2 separate regions of the Oryzias latipes genome follow, and region 2 is linked to region 1. Evidence: chromatin contacts called from public Hi-C data. All regions are on one chromosome and are shown on one strand. Each heading gives the region's core, a stretch centred on a gene start, on an enhancer-like site or on the middle of the called end of the contact. The rest is flanking DNA. Distances are from core to core; before and after follow the strand shown. Region 1 holds the start of LOC101160196 (ephrin-B2). Region 2 overlaps LOC101160196 (ephrin-B2).

What was found. Hi-C and Micro-C count contacts between places; a contact is called where the count stands out from the background.
Region 2: a Hi-C map of embryo shows a contact between it and region 1, with 1.9 times the contacts expected there. The contact joins the enhancer-like site here to the promoter of LOC101160196 in region 1. A contact is called at or near these places in 3 of 5 Hi-C or Micro-C datasets (embryo and gastrula embryo).

The regions. Positions count from the first base shown.
Region 1 is chr18:6,295,155-6,301,389 of ASM223467v1, forward strand. It overlaps LOC101160196 (ephrin-B2), which reads left to right and starts at 2,842. Exons shown (of 4, transcript XM_023949033.1): 1 at 2,842-4,472. The coding sequence starts at 4,324.
Region 2 is chr18:6,333,787-6,340,021 of ASM223467v1, forward strand. The region is part of intron 1 of LOC101160196 (ephrin-B2); the gene reads left to right. Among protein-coding and RNA genes, the nearest start is that of LOC101160196, 39 kb to the left of the region's middle. Within about 2 kb of position 2,830, at least 3 of the 8 cell types and tissues checked have an H3K27ac peak or open chromatin away from gene starts, as enhancers often do. A contact at or near this core is called in embryo, where this site is marked.

The sequences.
Region 1 (6,235 bases), core at 1,592-4,091:
GCCGTTTTTTTTTGTGCCTGTCGCTACATTATGGTTTTTATTTTTAATTTGTCTTGATGATTGGGATAATTTAACAAAATAAACCAAAAATATTAAAATATAAAAAAAAGATTAGAGGCCTGTAATTTTCATCATGGGTAAACCTCAGCTATTAAATACAAAGTGACAAAAAAAATCCAGAAAGTCAGATTTTTTAAAGATTGTATTTGTAAATTATGGTGGAAAATAAGTATTTGGTCAAAATGAATAGTTCATCTCAATACTTTGTTATATACCCTCTTTTGACACCGATAGCAGTCAAACGTTTTCTGTCAGTCTTCAGAAGGTCTTCACAAACTGTTGCTCGTTTTTTGGCCCATTCCTCCATGCAGATCTCCTCTAGAGCAGTGATGTTTTGGTGCTGTTGCTGGGCAACACAGACTTTCTACTCTCTTTTTTTTTTTAACTCTCTAGGTTTTTTTTAACCAATTTGACTATTTTGGGTGTTTTCTTTCAATCAGCAGATCCTAAATTCTTTATTTTGATCATACAGCAAATGAAAAAATTAGTTTTCTAAAAGGGTGAACGTTTTTTTATTTTGTAATGAAAAGATGTTTCTGATCTAATCTGTGAAAGAAATGATCGTAAAGATAAACAAAAATAAATGCCATGAAGACCAGGATGTTGCTTCAATAAGTCCAGGGAAAGACAGTTTCAAAGAGGTTAAGTAAAAAATGAAAAACATCAAAGGCTGAGTAAATCTTAGCCGTCCCAGAATGCACCTGGTTTCAGTCAGGAGGTCAGATAAAGCGAAGGAATCTGCACCTTCAGCTCCGGGGACGTCGTAACAGTCAATAACGCGGATCCCCCAGGGTCGCCAGATGCTGAGGGATGATGGCGTGCAGCCCCCCCCACCCCCACCCACGGATCTGCACCACCATGCATGCGTTTGAATTTCCCCCCCCTTCAGACTGCAGAGGTGTGCGTGTAATCCCTGCAGAGGCTCACATTAGCCCTGCACTTACTGTGATTGTTTAGGTTCTGTTGGAGCCGCCGAGGGTGGGTGGGTGGGGGGGGACGTGGTTGTGAGGAGGAGTTAAAGGTCGACGCGGTAAATGAGGTCAGCCCAAATAAACGAGCGCCGTTGCGGGCCATGATGGAGCAGCAGGTGGAGGAGCCACCAGCAGGCGATTCCTGCCAGCTCCACCTCTGTCCTGCAGAGGTCACTAGAGGTCATCAGAGCAGAGATGTTAGGCATGTGAGCCGACTCCGTCTCAGCTCCATCGCCAGCAGGCACAGCTCGTCTGCTCTGCCGCAGTGCCCTTGAGCACGACTCCCTTCTTTCATGCGCAGCTCTGATGGCGCGTCGACTTCCCCGCCCGTCCTCTGCTTCTCTCTTATTTCCCCCGGCTGTGCGGCAGCAGCAGGAGGCGGCGGCGGCGAGCTTCCAATGACAAATATGAGAAGTTCCTGCCGCCTCTCGTCTGCTGCTGCTGCAGCTCGGAGCTGATGGGAATCAAACATGGCAGAGGTGACTCTGGGGTTCCGCTGTGGGGAAGTCGATGAATCTAAGACAAAAAGAAGAACTTAGTGATTTAAAAGAGCTGAGGAATACTGCTGGAAGAAAAAAAGATTGTTTTCTGCAGCAATCAGGTTTTTGCAATTCCTCCTTCCTTCTTGTTTGTGCAGAAACTTCGCCCACGCCTCAAATGCAAAAGCCTAACAAAATCAGCACATGCCTAGTACCTGGTGAAAGTGAATTTTTGACATCATCCAGAACATTTATCTGGTTCTTTTGAAACTATTCATATGTAGCTTTTGCAGTTTTCTTTGGATCGTTGTCTCACTGGAAAATAAATCTTCTCACAAGCCGTAGTTGTTTTGCAGACCGAAAAGGATTGTCCTCCAAGATTTCTGTGTGTTTTGCAGCATTCGTTCTGCCCTCCATCTTTACAAGCCTGCTGCTGAGAAACATCCCCACACCATGATGCTGCCACCACCATGCTTCACAGAGGGGATGGTGTATTTTTGATGATGTGCAGTGTTTGGTTTCCGCCAAACATGTTGTCTTGTCTGATGGCCAAAAAGCTCAATTTTGGTCTCATTAGACCAAAGAATCTTCTTCCACTTGATCGTGGAGTCTCCCGTCGAGCTCTAAGGTGTGTCTTCTTCAACAGTGGCTTTCTCATTGCCGGACACCACCAACTGAGATCACATGTCAACAGTCACCAGTCTTGAGTCCTTTGCTGCATCCAAACCTTCCTTTGAACCGATGTTGCAGCGATCATCACTAAATTCGCCCAGGCTGCAACAAGGGTTCTCCTCTTTTTCTCCGCCGTACGAGACCAATGTTTAGCTGATTTTTTTGCTGACTTTTCAAAATAGTGTGGAAAGCAAAACACTGTATAATTTTTCAATCCATTGTATTATTGTCGGTATCCATTGGAGACGTTCAGACCCGGAAAAGGAAGTAAAACGAGTGTTGTTTTACTTCCTTTTCCAGGTCACAACATCTACGTTTGATATTCAGCATTGTATAGTATAAATGCAAAAATCGGATATCGGTCACTTTTATAAGATGATGTAAGCGGGTCGTCAGAAAAATCAGATATAGTCAGAAAATCGGATATGGGCATCAAGACCTGCAGTGTAAATGCAGCCATAAAGTCAGGAGTTTGCCTCCTCAGATTGATGTTTCTGCTCCTGGAGGGCCAAGTGTCTGAGACGCATGCGCCCTTTCTGCCACGAGGGGGCAGTGCAGCTCCAGCTTTGACTCCCCTCCATGTACCTGTCTGCATTCTCTCAGTCCCAGTCTGGCGTTAGTGGTGAGACAGGAGTCCTCGGAGGGAAAGGAGTTGGTTCATCAGCAGAGATCCTCGCCGCTGAGCTTCAGCCTGGAGGTCTGAAGGGGTTCGTGTTGTCTGGACTGCACATGCGCCCTTTGTTCCTTCATGAAGTTGCGGGAAAAGTTTTTTGCTGGAGCGTCAATTCTGAAGTGTTGTGGGGTGGGGTCACCTGCAGGTCTTTGACGCTGCGTTTACCCACAATCCTATAGGATCACTGACATTTGCATAATACATTTCTGACATTTCTCAGTGATTTGTTGTCATGCGCGCCGCTCCTGAGTCGGTGAGGGCGCTCTTGCTCTTCTGTTGGCGCGCCGCAGACGCACAAAACAAGGGAGTCCACAGGTCCGAGTCCGAGAGGTGTACGGGGGTGGGTGGTGGTGGGTCTCCGGGAGACTCTTAAGAAGAAGACAGGAGGTGCTGAACGGGACGCGATACCCCCCCCCCCTTTGTGTGTGTGTGTGTGTGTGTGCGCGCAAGCCTGGGAGGCGCGCCGCGCTCCGTCAGTGCGCTCTGCCTGCCAGTCGGAGGATGGGGATTTTTTTCTCCCATTTATCCACGTCCCCTTTCCCCTCCTCCTCCCTTCAAACAAGCCAGTCGGTCTGTCAATGCGCCGCGAGCGTTAAGGCGAGTCAGAACGGTGGGATTTCGAGCAGGACAGACGGATGAGACCGCGCACGGGAGCGCGTTCCTCCGACCACGCACCTCAAGCGACGCATCCCGGACTCTCAGCGCGCATCATTACTTTCTTTTTTTCTAGATTGTTTTCTATTTTCATCACTTCTTGACATTTCATGTGTGTGTGTTTTGTTTTTTCCTCCTCAAATTCTCGGATTTATCCCCAGATTGGATTTTTCTTTTTTTTTTAATCTTCTAAACTCTCGTGAAAGATCTGCGGATTTACAGCTGGATTCTCGTGCGCACGGACTGAAGAGCAGCATCTCTCCACGAAGGATGGAGCTGTGGACACGAGTGGCAGCCGTCTCCTTCTAAACTTGCCGACACAACTGGATCCTTCGAACCAAAAACGAACATTTTTTATTCCTTCTTGTGTTTTTTATTTTATTTTTCGGGAACCTGGAGATGCGTGAAGGAAGACCTCCTACAAGGTAATGGGAGAGAAATCCCTCCGAGTCCAGCAGAACAACAAGGGAACACTGTTCGGGAGAAGACAATCAGGGCGCACCGAGTGGAATCAGAAGTAGCTTTTCTTTTCTTTTCTCTTCTTTTTGGGGGGAGAATCTTGTGGAGTATTCCAGGGAGGCTGGTGGATGGGAATGTCATGGGATTGAAATAGCACCTTTTGGAGATCCAGACGGTTGAAGTAGAAAAAGTGTCCTTTTCCCCCTCCGTCCACCTTGTGGATCCATGTGGTTGCGCGCAGCAGAATCTCTGCGCACACTTTGACTCCTCTGCGGCCGATCGGCTTTGTGTGGAAGCGTCCCCCCCCCCCCTCCGCGGCTGAAGCGCAGAGAAACACCAGCGAGCTCTCTCCCGGATGGGGCTGCGCGTGCTGGGCGCCGCGGCGGCGATGGCGTTTCGCGGGAGCGGGAATGGATTGTGGATCGCGCTGGTTTTCCTACTGGATTTACTGGGGTCGACGGCCAGCAACATGGAGCCGATCTACTGGAATTCCCGGAACGAGAGGTAAGCACGCGCCCAGGAGGAGCTGCGTTTAACTTTACAGCATGACAGGGGGGAAGGGGGGAGGGATGCAGGCAACTGTTGAGCATGCAACCAGCAAGTAATGCAACGTGACGTGCACAAAGTTAGACAAGGGCATCAAGTCCCCTTCCAGTTGCAGACCCCCCCCCCCCCCCCAAAAGAAAAGATGAAAGACCATCTCAGCAATCTACTCCGTGTTCTGACCCGACCCCCCCCCCCCCCCCACTCCTGCTGATAATCCAGCTGCAAACGCTTCCAGGGCGCAGAGATGCTATAAAAAGACAGCCTTTTGATGCCTTCAATGACCTTGATTAAAGGCCTGGGCCTCTCCAACACCCAGAGTGTCCACTCAGGACCCAGCTCATTATCATTCCCGCTCTGTCCTCCTCTCCTCTGCTGGAGGTGGCGGGCATGAGCCGAGGAAACTGCTCCCCATCCCTCTGCTCCCTGTGACAGCACTTTCCTCCATCCGAGCGGGCCTTGTGGTACTTTGACATGTTGCTGCCTCTGGCAGCCACGGACAGCGGAGCTCCTCACTCTGTTTGGTTTACTCCGCACTCACAGGTGTGAAATTTCACCTGAACTCAAACCAGTGATCTGCCGGGAAACAAAGGGGTTCGGGCCAACTTGCAAGTGAATTGTGATGTGGTTTGCTACAGTGTGAATGCAGAACTGATTAAGGAAACAAAACCGAGCGGAGCAAGTGTGCAGAAATGCTAAAAATGTGTTTTTTTAATTGACGTAAGGTCAAAGTGCGTTCTAATATACAATATAAAGGATGATACAATTTCCTCTTTAACACTGGAGATATCGCTAACGACAACAAAATCACAATTGCTCTTTAAACTGCTGTAAATCTTCACACAACCAACGTGATTCCAGTGCATTCTGTTGTGAACAGCACTTTTTTCATGTAATATGTAATACTTTACTTACATTACGTTACTTAACTTTACTAACCCAAAGTGTTACATATTGGTGAAAAACTGCTTTTTTCCTCGTCAGAATCGGCTAGTTTACGTTGATTGCGTAAACACTTTACAGAGTTCGAGTAGTTGTGCATTCAGCACAATTCCAAAGGATTTTGACGCAGAGGAAAGCCTTTTTCTTTTACGTTTCGTTACTTTACTAACAAAAGTTTTGCGTGTCGGAACAGAGCTGTCTTTCTCGCTGTCAGAATATGTTGGAATTACATTCGTTGAGTTACGGTTACGCAATTATCTGGCGTAGAGAAATACACTTTTTTTCTTTGCCAGTATTCGAAACTTTATGTTACTTTTACGTTGAGCTACTGTACTAACACATGGTGTTGCATATCCATGAAAATCCGCTTTTTGTCCGTGTCGGAATCAGCTAGATTATGTTGACTTCGTAAACACGCAATCAAAATAATTTACACTGATTTAATTTTTTTGCCGATGTGTTAAACCTTATGTGACTTTATTGTAACTTGTACCATGGTCCGGGAGAATTCTCGATTCTGATTGGCTGATGGGTGTGCATTAAAAAGTGATGTACCACAATACTGTACGCCTAAAAAAGTAGTTCCGGTCACATAGCTAAAATGTTTTATATCACTGCGCCGACTTCTTTAAAACAAACTTTTTCTTCATAATCTTGACAAAAACAAGCGGTTAGAGGTGAACTTTCTCTCTGAATTGATGCTTTATTTAACGTATCATGAGGATCAGCATAGATATAATACTTTCCTTTGCCGCTGCAGTCGAGGTCCGAGCTAGCTAAGG
Region 2 (6,235 bases), core at 1,580-4,079, 39 kb after region 1:
TGACTAGGGTTCTTTGATTTTGGCTGAAAATGGCAAAAATCATAACTAAAAGACCCCGGGGAACACTTTTAACGACAGGTCGGAGAGGGTCTTTAAACCCGTCTCCCTCTTCCCCCGTTGCGGAAATCAGACTTTTAGGGTGGAGGAAGAAGTTATAAACAGAGAGGGAAAAATGAGGAGAGAAGGAGAAAAGGTTGGGTTTGAGCCCCAAAATCGCTTCAAGATGCGATCCGGAGAAGCTGAGATTGTGGGAGGGGGTTGGTGCTGCTGTGGGGGAAGCCGATGGAGGCCAGGCTCCCATTTTCAATGGTGGATTAGGCAGAGCTACAGATATACAAGCCTCCTTTGGGGACACACACAGAAAACGCACACATATCCTTTGACTGCTTCTTCGAAATGTAAATCCTTTTCCATACCCTGAGACGTCCCCCCCCCCCCCCCCCCCTTGATTTAAACTTTTTAACTGCATTCCCAGATGTTTTCTTTAAAGAACTTCCAGCACCAGAAACTATAAGAGTTTAGGAAAGTGTTTGTTGTATTCATTTCATCAACTTTCAGACAAATAACTGTAATAATTGGAGTTGGAAGTTGGGTTTTCTGACTTCTAGGAACTTGTACAGTACATCGACATTTTAGCTTTCATACTTTAGTTTAGGTGTCGGCACAAAGGTGCATGTTTTCCTTCATTGGACGTGTTCCAACATGTTTTTGTGAACGAGTCCCGACAAATCAAAGTAGCAAATGGAGACGAATCTTTAAGAGACTTCCTCAAAGATCTTTTGAAACTCCTCCTTAAAACTTTTAGGACTTGACCGTAGATTTTTCATCAATAATTCTAAAAATTGCCTTTAAATGTAAAATTTCGACTCGACTAGACTTGTAGAACTTTTCCTTTGTCGCTTTAGATTTTTGTTTTAAAAATCAGGCAAACAGCAGGTGTTTGTCTAGTGTTGAACTCATTTTTAACACACCCTTAAATGGGTTTTCTTAAACTCTAAAGTAACTTACTGTCAAACTAATCCAGTAATTTTAGCTGTAACCCTTGTGCTATCCTAGGCACTTTAACATTGGGAGTTGGGTCATCTAGACCCACTAGACAGTGCTCTGAACCTTTTTTCTTCAATGATTTGTGATCTTCACTGGTGTCCATGGATTACATGAAATCTTTCCACCTTTATCCACCTTTGTTGTGGTAGGGAGAACACGTCAATGCAAGGGTTAACCCTTTAATACTGGAGATATCATTGGTGACGCCAAATAACAAATAGTCGTCAAGCTACCGCAACTCTTCAACCGTTTATACAATTAATGTAACGCCAACTGATTCTGACGTGGAGAAAAGCAGCTCAGTGCCGTTATACAACACATTGGATTAGCTAATTAGAAGTAACGGAATAGAAACACATTTTTTCGATTAGGGTTAGATCCATTTAGCGAAACAAAACCGTTAAATAATGTTGTATGGTTACACTACCCAGAATGCCCAGAGGTGCCAAGAGAAGGGGGGATTTGTCAGATGGGGGTCAATGCGACATTTTTACTTGTGAACTGCTTCTTCATGTTTTTCTCCACGATAATCAGCCTTCACAGAGAGCAACACAACAGATAAGTCATTGACATCAACTCTCAACATTGTTCAGTAGTAAAACTTACTGACTGCAGTACCCATAATGCTCCCACAATCTATGAAGCGGTGCGGCTTCATAGTTTACCAAAGTCAAACTTAAACAACTGGACACATTTTTGAGCGTCATGTACCACAGGAAATGGGTTTCAGAATTCCCACATAAGGAACACTTTTGATTAAAAAAAACGAAAACAAAAAAAAGTTGGCCCCGTGGTCCCAGAGACCCGGTAATTTCAAACTGTGTCAGCTAGCAAAGATTATGGCGAAAAATATTCAAGTTTTGCCAATGAAGTATACGAGTGATTTCACACCGTCATTTCAAAATAACTGCATTTGCGCCACTTTTATTGCTAGTTTACTGTTGATCTGCAATCACACTGTACCCCTAACATACCAGGGTTCACTTGCAAGTAAACACAGGCTGTTTTATATATTTTTTCGTGGACAAACGTTTGCTGGTTTGTTGAGTTTTCACACCTGCCTAAAAAAAAGAATATAGTGTGGTTTAGACCGAACATGCTTGGTGTAAGGCCCCCCCCCCCCACCCTTTAGTGCCCTCAAAAGTCTTAAGGTTAAGCTTTTGGTTAATTATTCCAGACGTACAAATATGTGGTTAAAAGCGAGTAATAACCTACGTTCATTTTCTTTTGCTTGCTTGATTTAAAAGAAGAAAAAAAGTCTCTGGGGGCCCACATACTTGGTGGCCCCGGGGGCCCCTATTGGTTACATTGCACTCCTGACACCGTGGCCCGGTGGAGCTTAAGCTAAGTCGCCTTTAGCTAACGTTTCAGACTCTCTGCACCCTGTGGCCCCTGCAGAGGAAAAACGAACACACACATACATGGGTAGGCCTATCAGGTCACACATGAGAAGGTGTGTGTGTGTGGGGGGGGGGGGGGGGGGGTCGTGCACAGCCTCCATGCATGAATCCATGTGGACGCCCCCAAACACACACTTTAGAAATGAAGGTGACCCACGGCACGGCAGGTCAGCATCTCACCTCGCCCCCTCCCTCCCAGAGGGATGAAGAGTAGAGGTTTGCATGCGGCACAACCGTCATGTCTGTGCGTCCCGCCGCGGCCTAATTCAATTAGCGAGGTGTTTGGAGTGAACGAGTGGAGGACCTTTCTCACACTCGATGCACATAGCAGCTGCCTCCGTGCGTGCTCGCCCCGGCGCACTCATGCAGGCGCTGTCGCAGGCTATCACGGCCGATGCTGAGGAGCCGGGCGGGGGTTACAGGGAGTCTGCAGGCCGCGGGGCCCCCAGGGCGACCTCCAGTTTCTGCGCACGTGAAGGTGTATACGTTTGCGTGTCGGCACGCACACACGCGGACACGCGGAGCTGTCAGAGTGCGCGGGTCTCCGTCAGCTAACACCTCCACCACACCAACCGTAATGGGACCAATCCAGACTGCTGTAAATTACCCAGAGTACATGCTGAAAACAGGGAGGACGTTTGGGGGAGGGGGGAGGCAGGAATAAGAGGTGGTTTAGAGAATGGAAAAAGATTAGGGATGCTGTGAGGGAGGGGGTGAAAAACTATTGCCTAAGGCCATGAGGGTTTTTTTTATCAAAAAAATGAATGAATACAAATAAATTCAAGACAAGTAATTATTGCAACATTTAAGCACGATGGTTTTTGATTCCAAAAATGCCCTGAAGCTCAAAAATGTACAACAAAGCTGTAGGTGTGTTGAGACAAATCATGTCCAGTAATTTGACTCCAGAAAAATTCTGATTGGTCAGGCATAGCTCCGCCCACAATCTGTACGTTAGTTCCATTGACTGTACACGAGAACTGGACAGAGTGCGTGTGATGTCACCCATAAAATAACTTCCTTCCTTAATTTTCGCCATTTAGACGCCGCCGCGTCGGAGCCAGACATCGTCAATAGGCGGGATTTGTCGGTTTGAGGCAGTGTTTCTACGGCAACCACTCTCGCCAATCAGGAGTGAGCTTGTTGGAAGGCCACACCACTGCGGCTTAAAATCGAACTACCGTAAATTCCGGACTACAGAGCGCACCCGATTACAAGCCGCACCCACCCATATTCACGTGTTTGACTGCTTTTATACATACACAAGCCGCGTCAGAGTACAAGCCGCGCATGTGTTAGCCGATATTGTCATCCTGACAGATCACGCCCAGCATCCCAGAGTGAGTGCAGTTCATTAGCACATTGTGGGTGGTGCCAGCTTTGCCTCTGGGTCACGTATTTGAGTGTATCGACATCTGTCAAACAGCATGGACCTATATTCTGTTCACAAGTCCCTCAGTTATGGTGTTTTTATTTCATTTTTTTTTTACTTATTGACAATCTAGGTATCTAACATAAAATTACAAACAGTAACCATATAATCAACATTACATCCCTCAGTTATAATGAGGAAATTTACATCCGCGATTCCACATTTCCCATGAGTCTTAGGGGCTAAAGGCGGGGCCAACGCCCGGCTCGCCATTCTGTTGTACGTGTTTAAGAATTAGCAAGTAGCAGCAGTGCATGGAGGGGTGAACGGGAAAAGCTCTCCTTCCGCTTGTGTCGCAGCAGCGTTATGGGAGTAACAGGACTGGTTAGAAAACACAACGGTAAAATAAAGCAGCGGCGACTGAAAAGCGCGCGCCTCAGCGTGATACGCGCGCCTCAGTGCGGCGCGTGCGTCAGAATTCAGAAGCCTCTGCACTCCGCGGACGCCTCTGCGCTCCGCTCCCGCCCCGCGCGCTCCTTGTCTCCCCTTCCTATCTACTCCGACACCTCTGGCCAGGGCGGCTTCAGGGAGGGGCACTTCTTCCCCGTTGCGCCGGTGGATGGAGCAAATCGTTTCTGTGCAAAGCAATCGGACTTAATACTGTACGTTTTGTGTATGAGGGGCGGATGCGTTGTTACGTGTGGGAGCCATCAGACTGCCATCGGCCCCGCAGCTCAATCAGCAGGAGAAGATGTCTCCAGCTCACACGGAGGCTGTGAGTTTTTCAAAGCAAAATTCCGCTTTTACGGTTTCCTTAGACGATTGCTTTTAACTTGAAAGCTTCATCATAATGTAGCGGCGATCACGTGCACGTTGGGTCTCATGGCCCCAAAGGATTCTGGGATGCGGCCGGGCATGCGTGTTTCGTTTTGTTGAACCATGACTGAAGTGTCTAAGACCTGAAGTCAAGTCCATGCTGTTTGGCTGCTAAGAGGTGTGTTGAATAAAAATGCCTCGTGCTTGGTGTTAGATGGAGAATTCAAACTATTCACTGAGTTCGAAAGTACGTACATGGCGGCCGCTAATTAAATCCATAAATTAGCCGCGTCACTGAATTAGCCACAAGGCTGTAAGCGCAGGAAAAAAGTAGCGGCTTGTAGTCCGGAAATTACGGTACATGAAATCTGTCAATCAAACAAACGTTACGAACCAGCTGGCACCACCTACTTTTATTGAGGCATCTGATTGGCCAGTTCATAACTTGAATAATTAAGTGGGAGGGGTCACTCAGTCCAGTTCTCATTTACAGTCAGTTAGCAAATACTGAACCCCTTTAGCTCCAGTGTCGACACTCTTTGAAAAGAATTTGACCTTTTACACAAATAACGCTGAGAAAAGCGCTGATTAACGACAGTAATGTGCAAATTTAATGAAATCCCATAAATGGTTGAAGAGTTACGTCAGTTCAAAGAGCGTGTTTTTTTCCCTTACAATTGTAAAGGGTTAAGAGCTCGCTTGCTATCAAAACTGTAAAAATACTGTAAATTATTATCATTATCAATAGAGTTTAGTATATTTTATTTGATTCTAAGTATTTAACATCCCAATTTAAATTAGTCAGATCTTTAGCAGGATTTAAGAGAATAATGGTCTAAAAAATCTTAAATTGTGTAACTCAGCTCCAGCAGTTTGATCAGGCTCCGCCCACCCAAATGATGTCATCACTGAAATAAGCAAATAATTACATGCAACAAAAAAAATTACCTCTACAGATAAAATCTTATCGACAAAAGTATGTAAATACCTTTAAATGTAACTTTTATCATGCTACCAACAATGAATTTGTAAAAACCTTTATTTAAAAGTGCTCACAGCACAGTTTTCATTGTAGAAAAAAAGAGTTTTTCCTTGAAGACAAAGTGTGCCCTGATTGGTCAGCTGCAGTGGTCTGATGACGCTTGACTTAAAGCTGGTAAACAAACACATTTCAAACCAACTTAAGCCTCAGAGATCGACTCCAAAGCTAGCAAAAACATCATCATGACGGGATGATAAACATTTGTCTTTAATGTGCGATTCCTGCACATTCTAGCGTTCGACAGAAAACAAATACCCTGGAGGAGTTTCAAACCAGAGAGCAGGCCTGTGGAAAAGAGAAGTGGGAAGAAAAACAAGAGGGGGGGAAAAAAAAGTGGAGAGAGCAGAGAAGTTTCTAGAAGTCGCTTATAAGAAACACTTGCAGGAGTCAAAAGAAGAATCGAATCAAAAGAAGAGCAGGAGATGCAGGAGACATGAAGGTGAAGAAACAGAAAAAAAAAGTCAACGGGGGGATGCAAATGAGAGACAGGCGAGGAAGCGTGGAGGAAAGTTTCTGTTGACCTGAATATGGCAGCGCACTTCGGTGCCTTCAAAGAGG